Regions from separate parts of the Oryctolagus cuniculus genome. Here regions 2 and 3 are each linked to region 1. The links are chromatin contacts, called in public Hi-C and Micro-C maps. All regions are on one chromosome and are shown on one strand. The core of a region is the stretch at or near the end of the contact, and the rest is flanking DNA. Distances in the headings are between cores, read along the strand shown.

Evidence for each region. Hi-C and Micro-C count contacts between places; a contact is called where the count stands out from the background.
Region 2: a contact with region 1 is called in a Micro-C map of ear pinna, with 4 times the contacts expected there. The contact joins two enhancer-like sites. A contact is called at or near these places in 2 of 6 Hi-C or Micro-C datasets (ear pinna and psoas muscle).
Region 3: a contact with region 1 is called in a Hi-C map of an unstated tissue, with 6 times the contacts expected there. The contact joins two enhancer-like sites. A contact is called at or near these places in 3 of 6 Hi-C or Micro-C datasets (ear pinna, psoas muscle and an unstated tissue).

The regions. Positions count from the first base shown.
Region 1 is chr12:83,491,219-83,494,618 of mOryCun1.1, reverse strand. The region is part of intron 3 of RORA (RAR related orphan receptor A); the gene reads left to right. Among named protein-coding and RNA genes, the nearest start is that of ICE2, 120 kb to the right of the region's middle. Within about 2 kb of position 1,643, at least 1 of the 8 cell types and tissues checked has an H3K27ac peak or open chromatin away from gene starts, as enhancers often do. A contact at or near this core is called in ear pinna, where this site is marked.
Region 2 is chr12:83,838,457-83,841,856 of mOryCun1.1, reverse strand. The region is part of intron 2 of RORA (RAR related orphan receptor A); the gene reads left to right. Among named protein-coding and RNA genes, the nearest start is that of RORA, 320 kb to the left of the region's middle. Within about 2 kb of position 1,811, at least 1 of the 8 cell types and tissues checked has an H3K27ac peak or open chromatin away from gene starts, as enhancers often do. A contact at or near this core is called in ear pinna, where this site is marked.
Region 3 is chr12:83,818,446-83,821,845 of mOryCun1.1, reverse strand. All of the region lies in intron 2 of RORA (RAR related orphan receptor A), which reads left to right. Among named protein-coding and RNA genes, the nearest start is that of RORA, 340 kb to the left of the region's middle. Within about 2 kb of position 1,600, at least 1 of the 8 cell types and tissues checked has an H3K27ac peak or open chromatin away from gene starts, as enhancers often do. A contact at or near this core is called in ear pinna, where this site is marked.

The DNA of each region.
Region 1 (3,400 bases), core at 394-2,893:
GGGATTTAGAACCCATCTGTTCTGGGCGGGCACGGCTTCGCTGGGGCGCAGAGGTGGTCCGGGCCCCTCTTCTAGGCTGGGGTTTGTTGCGGAGGGGGTTGAAAGACGGCGGTTCGGTGGCTGTGCTAGGTTGACTTTCGGATCACCCAGCTGTGCCTTTTTTCACTGGAGATTGGGTGGCATCTCTTGAGCATTCATTATGAACAGGCCGGAACGCGCTGGTCGCGGCTCCAAGTGAAATCTTGCTACACGATGTGCCCCCAGCCAAATATTCTCTCTTTGCCCCTGCAGCTTGCAGAAAATGGGATTTAATAATTTTTAGAACATGCAATTTCATGATTTTTAGACACAGGGAAGAAAAAACCTTGCCGTGTGATCCATGCTCTTAAAATCTTTTGAGGAGAAAAAAAATTGAGTTTCTTACCACTTCTTACGTAAAAGTAATTCTCTCTCCTCTTTCAAAAACTTGGGGTGTTGTCATAAATACTGTTAGCGTAAAATGACTCCTGCTTTGCAGTTAAGGTGCCTCTTCCAGTTTTCCCCCTTAAATTACAAAAATAGATTTTGTTATGTAGGAAGTGTCAGTGCCAACCCTTATCCATTTAATACAGTTTTATCTGTTTAATATACTTTGTGTTGAATGGGGAAAGAGATAAGAGGCAGAGACATTTTTAGAATGTGTCGTCCCTAATGAACATGAACCTTCAAATCATAAGGAAAGTGTATTTTCATATTTTCATTTTCTTTTGATGTTCACTGATACACAGGCTTTTGCTTTTGTAGTTCTAGTACCCACTGTCAAGTTCAGGTAGCCACTGTGTCTCCTGCTAATACAACCAGGAGAAGCTCACCTGCACACACAGCTGCCCCCCAGAGCTGTAGCTCACACATCTGTCTTGGGGTGACCTCTGGCTGCCATATAGTATTGTGCTTTGGGAGAAGTAGCTCGCAGGTCCTGGCACAGCCGTTTCTCTGTCAGCTCAGCTGCTTGAGAGAGGGAGGAGAGAACAATTAGTATATTTCATTCCCGGCATCATAACATCCTGTGTTTTAATGGGATTATCTTGCCCCGGTGCAAATTTAAGCTGAAGAAAAATAGTTTGTGGGAAAAAGAGGAATGCTGTAAAATGTTTCCATATCAGATTGAAGGGGAAAAAGTTGGCCCAGCATCATATTAAAGACTTCCCTGTTGCCTCTCAGTTTTAATAGCTAAATTGGTTCCATGTGTAAGTTTGTCTAATTAGATTTTTTTATGCGAAACAGAAACAATCTTTTGCCATACAGCTTTTTGGTACACAGATGCATGTGGGCAAGGGAGGAGAGAACAAGCGACCATAAAAGAGAAACATTTCTCTTTGTTGGCTGATTTACTTGTGTGTGTGTGTGTTTTAAATCAGTAAATCAGGCCTTTTGAACTCAGCAAAGAGAATATCCTTCCTGTGTGTTAGTTGTCAAATAAGTTTAGGCTTACAGTGGTTTCATGCTTAGAAGTCATAAATCTTCATTTAAGCACCCCTGGTCTCATCCTTCGGTTTTATTTTTGCTTAACAACCAAATCCCAGTACCGTGGTTAGCTTGCTTCTTGCCAGACGGAGGCGAGCAGTGATCACATTGATAGTTCTGCTCATCGGGAAGGTGCATTGGTCAGATGGCGTGCAGTAGCAAGGAAATGCGAGAGCGTGCTTGGTTGCGGCAGACTAAATACCCCTTGGCTTCACAGGAGCTCAGCCTGTGTTCACCTAAGTGGAGCTTGGTGTGGGTAGGGAGGCTTCGAGGCAATGTCCATCCCGTCATAGGGTTTTTCCTACAGCCCATTCATGGACAAATACGGGGCATCTTACCATGTTGAACATGTGCATTGTAGTGCGTGCAATCCCAGTAAATAGGGTTTTCATTTATTTATTTATTTAGCGAGAACTTGGCTTTTTTTTTTTTTTAACTGAGTAAAACATGAAGCACCATTTCCATGTCACTCCTTAGCTGAGTTTTTTGTCCCCTGCCCGTGATGGGTAGGATCGGCGGAAGGGGGGTGCCTGGCTTTTGAGAAGGTAAAACCCAAGTGGCTGCCCCTACTGAAGTCGGCCGAGAAGGGATCCAGCTATTGTCCAGGCGTGGGGGGGGGGGGCAAGCCCAGACCTTCCACAGAGCAGAGAGAATGTTACAAGCACCGTTCCATGGGCAGCCTCTTGCTGGTGTGTATTGGAGTTGTGTCACTTGGAGCATAAGGAAGGTGACATGATGCCCGAGAAAACCCCTTTGGCCTCGATTTGAAACGCGGACCACATAATTTCATTAATCCTGCCAGTTCTCAAATAATTTCTAGGTAGAAATAGTCTTTTTATAGAGTATGTGGATTACATCTTTGTTATCCTACCGGGAAGATACACTTGTAAATGTATTAATAGTTCTCACCAGGCTCCTGCTTCTTCAATCTTTCCATCCCAGCCAAGTGAATGGCAATAAAAGTGCCTAAGAGCAGCAGCCAGAATCACCCACAGCAGCCCCCAGATAGTTGTAGTTTGTCCTGGGCTGCCTGGGAATATCATTTTTATAAATGACTATTTACTGGACAGAACAGTAGACGGATGGAAGGACAAATGGAGAAGTGGGTGGATGAGGAGATGGGTTTGTATGTGGGTAGACAGATCTGCAGAGGTAGATGAAGACGTCAGTTTCCTTGAAATCCTTCTAAGTTGTTTTAAAAGATGGTTATGGAGCAAATCTTCTAAGAATACTTCGCCATGGAAATGTTTTCTGGGTGCATTTTTAAATATTCACAGTGTTTATTAATAAAAAATCAAGGCTGCCTTAATCTATGTATTTAATATTTAGTAATTTAGAAAAAAACATAATTAGGCACTGAGAATCAGCAGCTAAACTGTTTCTGTGTTCCTCTACTTAAAAATATATGTATATTTTTGGGAGATCCACCAGGGCTCACTCAGATGTGAATTGATGTTGGCTATTCCCCAAAAGGCCATAGGTTGACCCTCTGAGAAAGAATGTACAAGTCCCCTCCCCCAGTCTAGCTGCTGTCCTGCGGGTACCTCCCTCCACTCCAGGCTTTCGATTGATGAGCTGAGAGATGAATAGAGCTTTTTGCATCCGTCAGTTTGGTGTGTGACATGACAGGACATGCTTTTTCTGTAAATTGTTGCAATGCCGCATCCAGTGATAAGGTGTTTACACAGACGTGATAGCACATATTAGCCGACAAACGGAATGCAAGCGAGCAGCTGAAAACTTCTGTTTCTGGATTTTTCTTTCTTTAAGTGAAATCGGTTAAGCCTCATCGTATTCTAAGGAGATAACGTGACTTAAAAATCTTGGCTCTCGTGGGTATAAAAAGTAAGTCAAGTTTATCCCCTAGATGAGCCAGATTTCGGTTTTCATTTTTGAT
Region 2 (3,400 bases), core at 562-3,061, 350 kb before region 1:
TGCATGGCAGCCACAGAGTTTCCATTCATTTATTCACCCCTCATTCATTCAGCAGGTCCTACTCTTGAGCCTGTGTTACTACAGGCACTGTGCTGGGGACCAATCAGAACACAAAATGAACCAGAACTTGCAGATCTGTGAAATTTTGAGTAAGAAGGACTCCAGGTAGTCACTGGATCATGTTCCTGATGAGGAAACTGAGGACTAGGACCAGAAAGGCAAAGTGCTGTGCCTGGGATGGCCAGTCAGATGATCATGCTAGGTGTCAGGCATGGAGCATTTTCCTTGAGTAGTGGAGCTGTGGGGACAAGTTCCATGAGGACCTGCCTGGGGCTGGCCATGACTCCCCTCTGAGGACAACCTGGCTGTCTGCAGGAGCCAGAGTGTTTGTGGGCTGTACAATGTGTTATTAGTTCTGTGGCCCTGGAGAGGCGCAGGGAAACAGAGCAGTGCTTTGTTGCCCTGAACAATGGTGTAACCTGACATCTCTTGGCTGGTCTCCTGGTCCAGCCTGTCCTCTTTAGGGTTGAATGTGGGAACATCGCAAGTGTTCCCTTGGGAGTTGAACCTATCTAGAAAAGATAGGTAATCTAAAGGTGACAAACTCTGAGCTGGGGGATGTCTCAGCATGAGAAACTTTCAAATAATGACAAGTTTCCAATAATGCTATCCAGAGAGCATTCTACAACTATGGCTGCAGCCAGAATCCAGTCCAGAATGCAACATGCAAGAGCTTTCTCAATTGTTAGATGACATTTGAATTCTTGAAAATGGTAACATGTATTATCAATAGGTGTTCATTGGATCTCTATGCAATCATGGTTTACGAATTATTTTCACCCTGTTATCTGGCTGCCTCCTTGAGCCACTTCTGTATTATCACTCCACTAATTTTACTGTGTATCTGTTCTTCACTAACTAATAGGGCATTCCAAGATGGAGAGGTTGAGTAACATGTCCAAGGTCCCTGAGCTGGTAAAAGACCAGGTTTTCTGACTTTAAGTCCAGTTCTTTTCCCAGGCCTGCCTTTAGAGCTGTGAGTGTCTGAATGCTGACAAGTCACTGAGTGGTACCTGAGAGGGGCTGAAGATAAAGAGGCTTTTCTAGTTGGAGATTTGAAGATGGACTAGGGAAGTCTGTTTGCCTTAGCAATTTGTTCTACCACAAAACATTCATTCCTTTGTATCCTAGAAGCTTTCTGTTTCTAAGAATTCCCTCTCAAAATACAACTCCCCACTTCAGTAAACCAAAAAAATATAATCATACAATAGAATTACATGCTTCTATCCATTAGAATAAAATAGAATAGAATAGAATTTCTGTTCTATTAAAAATATAATTCCATTATCTGTTGGGTGGGAATATAATTGTGGACATTTAAGAAATATATGCATTGATAACTGTATGAAAGAATTTCAACAACTGTCATACGTGGTAACGTTGGTTTCCTCTTTGTTCTAATCTGTTTTTATTGTTTGTATAATATGAGCATATTTTGGTGGTAGTGGTGCTATAAAAAAGGCTTTAAAAAGCAAGAGAATACTCATCCCAGCTGTGTGCTTCATTGTAAGTGGGTGAAAGAGAGCCGAGTAAATATAACTCAGCACCTCCCTTCTGTTCTTCCTGCATCCATATTGGTCACACCATAAGCCTCAGAGAAGTCATCAGCTAACACCATCAGGAGATGAGTTGTCAACAAGCTGAAAGCCAGAGTTCTTTTCTGGAGTGAGATAGTGTAAAGAGGGTGTGGATGGATGGCAGGAAACAGGGGAGCAAGTGCCAAGGTCGTTTTCACGCACATGGTAAGTTTTCATAGGCCAACCCTACCTGTGCTCACCCCTGCCAGTGCTTACCTCTTAAACTTCAGTGCCCTGTGACTGGCCATGACGAAGGTCAGTCACCCCAGCTGCTCTTACAGCAGGGTCAGACATGGACTAACTGGGAAAGAGAAGCCTTCTGAACCCCGGCTATGCCTGGCTCCCAGTGCCACTCACTTGGCACACATCCAACACGTGGTGTGCCTGTTGGGTGAGTTAGATGGGAGGGTTCCTTTAGGCTGTTCTGGGTGGGGTTGCTGCCACTGGCATCTGCAGTGGGGACATGATAGACCTATAAGTTACAGGGCAGCTCGCAGAACACAGTGTCTTTGCTGTGGACTGCTGTGAAAGGCTGGGGTCCTCTGCTTCGCAGTTAGTATCTAGGTGTTAACAAATAGAGGGCTCAACACTGCAAAGTAAGAAGTAAAATAAATACTTTCTGACATTATGGATTCCCTTTTTAAGAGTCGGGCGAGATCCTGGAGATCATTGGAGCCCTTGGGAGGTAGAGGCTCAAGTCACCCCAAGTCCTAAGAGCAAGAGAGGCCCAGACCACAGGCTTGCAGCTCCCAGCCCAGTGTTTTCCCCACAGCCTCTGCTCCCTCTCATTCACTAGTTTGTCTCAAACTCATTTGTTGAGGACTGTCCATTCGCCAGGTGCTGTGCTGAAGTGGGGAAGACACAAATCAATAAAATGAAGGCTCTTCCCTTGGGTTGTGAGGAAGAGGGTTGGGGAAAAAAACACTAACTGCTTATTTAATAAAATGCAGAAAGATGCTTCCTCTAGAGGAAGAACTTCAAGACGTGTAGTCCAAGAGACCATCTTTTTTGAAGGAATCATCACAAGGTAGAACACTGCTTGGGTACCTGAGCTTGCCTTTGTTCGCACTTCAGTGGACAGCATGCAGTGTGCAAGAAAAACACGAGAGCTTTCAGTGCTGAATAGTACAAAGTGCAAAGCATGGGTCCTGTCTGATTTCCTGTTGCCTTAAGTTGGGCAGTGTGTGTATCGGAGCAGCTTCAAACACTTGATTCTTGTAAACAGTTGAGAGCAGATACTATGCCTTGTCTGTCTTCCTGGAAATGCCCTTTCCAGATTCTTCAGCATGTTGTGTGACAATTGTAGCTGCTTTCCTGTCTTGTGCTAAAGGGTCTGGTCTGTGACGGTGAAAGCAGCCGTCCATGGTTCTGAAGAATTCAGAAGGCTATGAACGGAAGCTCTGGATGTTTCAGGAGCCTTCCTGATAGTACCTTTTTTTGATCTGCCAAATATTCTGTGATGGGTGGGCAGGTGTCAGAGACAGACTCCGTATCCATTTTCCTTATAGTTTGTTAAGAGATGGAATGGATTAAGAATAATAATTTTTTAAAAGTCCACACCAACTACATCTTATTTTGGGTGTGGTATGAGCAAAGCAGTTGTAAAACGACTGTTGTGGGTGAATTGGGGTAACTCGTTAAGCACTTCACAATGATGGTGATGTGAGTATTTTTTAAATAGTTGTCATTTTTTTAATAGAAATTTTAGACTCCTGGAAAAATTGAGAAGGTTCAGGATTTTCCGTAAACCTGTGTCCCATCCA
Region 3 (3,400 bases), core at 351-2,850, 330 kb before region 1:
ATACAAATGGCCCTGTAATGGCACATGTGGAAGTCGGGGGCCCTGTGTTAATTACACTTGAATAGTGAGAGGGTGATAATTCACTGGCTCAGCCCCTGGTAGTTAATTTTGTTACATCCAGGGGAAAATTCTGTTGGGGTCTATGAGTAGCTGTGATGCAATTAGGCGGCAAGAAGGTTTTTGTCGGCACAGTTGCTATTGATTAGTATTTACTTTAAAAAGAGTAAAAGCTATTCCCTCGTGCCAGAGCTGACTAATATGTCAACGACAAGGCTCTGTGTTTCAAAGACGCGGAGCAGGCGTGTTTCATATATTATGAACCCCCTCCCCAAAAGAGAGTCCGGTATGGAAATCTTCCCAACTGGTTTTCATTACGCTCAAATAGAAAGGCATATAGCACAGCCAAGATCTCATTAAAGGAGAGAAGTCTTTTTGTAGATTTGCTTATTTATTTATGAAATGCCTCTGAAATATTTATAAACGCTTCCCTGATATTTGTCTGAAAATACATTTTAGGGCTGCTTTGGTGGAAGAGAGGGGGAAGATTGCAGGAGAGCATGCAGATGGAAGAGGGAAGAGACCGGGCCACCATTTGGCTCTGTGGTGGCGAAACGGAAGTGCCAGGGTAACAAATGTGTCACTAGGGGGTGCCCCAAGAACCAGGCAGACGCTAACCCGCTCAGCACAGGTGACCCAACTTGCTTGGATCTGTTCGGCAGAAGCAATGGCAATCACGAGCGCTCTGTTTAATTTTCCTGACAGAACCGGGGCAGATACAGACGCTCTGGGGGCCTTGATCACTTCCTTCACTTTTAGAGCTATTTATTAATTGAAATAATAGTTATGCTACCCCTTGCCTCAGACCTACTTTCATCTGTTTAGCAACTGCTTTCTACAAAACACAAAAGAGCTCGGCACTGACAGTCTTGTCTTAATTAACCATTGAATACCTTATAGAGCAGCTGTCACAACTCTTGTCACTTGAAAGAAGGCACAGTGGTCCCTGTTTAAAAAAAAAATAAAACAACATGAATACAGGGGAAAGAAAAAAAAAAGTTGATCTAATGAGCCGTCTTTGACGTGTCTTAAGAATTGCATTCTTTATCATCATATTTTACACTCACATGGCCATGCAAATCGGGGACTCTCTGGCTGCTTAGGAGAAAACCGAAGAATTTACATTTCTCCCTACTTTTGAGAAAGAGACATTGGTTGCCCAGTGGCTCAGGGAAGTGGTCCAAGATCAGAGATAATAACAGGGCTAAGACTGCCTGTCAGAAAGAAGAGGAGGGGCTGATGAGGGCTTATGTAACTGAATTCTTTCCAAGCCTTTCCAGCCCTGGGGGTGAATGGATCTCATCAGTGTGAAGACCAAGCCCCCAGAGTCCCACACCCTGCCCTGCTAGTGCCGTGCAGTCTGATTCAAGTCCCCTCTCCACCCCAGCATCCTTCTGAGTCCCCAGAGAGGTGGAGGTATTTTGTGAGTGTTGAGGAATCAGCCTGGGCTTCCCCTTGTCACTGGGTTCTGCTTGCTCTCCCTAGTTCTATTACTGTGTCCCCCGCCCCCGGCCTCGGCCACAGCTACCCACACCACTCCTGTGGTTCCTGACTGTCTCTCGTGGCCCTCTGCTCCTGCTCCTGGTTGGTGGGAAGCCCTGGCCACCGACCCTCTCCCGTCTTTCATTACTGTGACAGAATAGCAGCCCAGGCTGAAGAGGTCAGAAGCTTTCCATCTCTGTGCTCATTTAGGAGAATGTTTTGCAGAGTGTGCTTTGAGCCCCTGTGCATTCTAGAATCTGGTGAGATCTTTCCGTTCTTAGGTGCCACACTTTTTGCCCAAAGGCCCTTTGCAGATGGGATGGGTGGATTAAAATACCAGCCAGCATCTTGAAGAGCATCCACCCCTCTGAACCTGTTCCCGTCTGACTCGCAGACGTGTGGCGGGGGCTGTGGACCCTGCCGGGTTCTTTCACGGTGACCCTCATTTCCCAGCCCTGTCTCCTGACTTCATCTGCATTCTCCTACTGAAGCCATAGTACTTGTCTGTGCATGTGTGAATTCCCTTGTTGCTCCACTTCAAATCCATTCCCCAATGAGGAGGCTCTTTAGCCCTCATGGAAACCAGTATTTAAAAAGAACTTTGACTTATTCTACATACTGTGTGTGTGCAGTTCAGTTATATTTTAATAAGGACACTTATCATAAAGGTAAACCTTGCAAATGAGAAGGCCTTTAGGAAAACTCAGGATATATATTGGAGAGAATTAATGTACAAATGGCATACTAATTGGCTTGTTTCAAATATATTACTGCAGTTATGTGGTACTGGGGATGTTGCATAGGACATTGGTGCCTACTAATTAGATGCCTACTAATTTATTTGGCCTGCACATTCTTCCAGGGCCAACAAATGCTGTTCCCAACACTGAGTTTATGGCCCAAAATTCGTAGGCACTCGATGTGAACGGTAGGAAAAGTATAGCAACCTAAAGATTGCTCTTATTGACTTTTTGGGCTTCTAAGTGAAAAATATATAGTGATAAGACACTTTATCACTATATAAATATATATAGATAGCAAAACGTACCCCACCCTAAGCTTATCAAATCAATGAAACAGCAAAGTATTTTATAACAGGGATTTGCCATGGGAACTTGAACACGTTAAAAGCTATCACACTTTGTGCTACCTCATTTAAATCACTGTTGGATGAACTTTTAGAGACGGGCCTTCTTCTGTTTTACATAATTCTAAATTCATGGTGCCTAGGAAGGTAATCACCCCTGTAATAACTTGTGATTCCATTTATTGCAAATAAGGTGTTCTCTCGACTGTGAATTTAGGTTGGGGTGCCTGGTACATTCTGAAAGGCCGGCCTTACTATTTGCCACCTTTGCATGGCACTACACTTGGGGAAGTCATGGGTCGAATGGCATAAGTTTGCCAGTTGAATTTCTAACTATAGCAGAGCCTTGAAAGTCGGTGTTTAGGGCTGAGGAGGACTGGTGCAAAGCGAGTAGCAGCGGGACTCTGAGACTCCCCCACTCGCCCAGGGCAGGATGCTCCCGGAAGACCGTTCCTATAAAACTGCTTGCCAAATCGGCCAGGAGGGCCCATAAATGCATCCAACAATAGAAACAGCCGATCCTGCTGGGCTCTGCCAAGGCTGCCCCTGGGAAGGCAGTCACTGGTACTTGATCTACTCTGAAGCTGTAGCAAGAGAGCCTAAGGCCTGGCTTTGCTTGCCCCCTGCCTCAGTGGCCCTCTGTCCCTCACCCTGTTGTCCACTCCTGAGGACAGAGTGTGCATTGTCCTCTCCTAAAACGGTTGATATAAACATCAGGCTTGATGCTAACCTGTCACCTGCACTTGGCTACATGCCACCTTTGGGTGCGGGGCT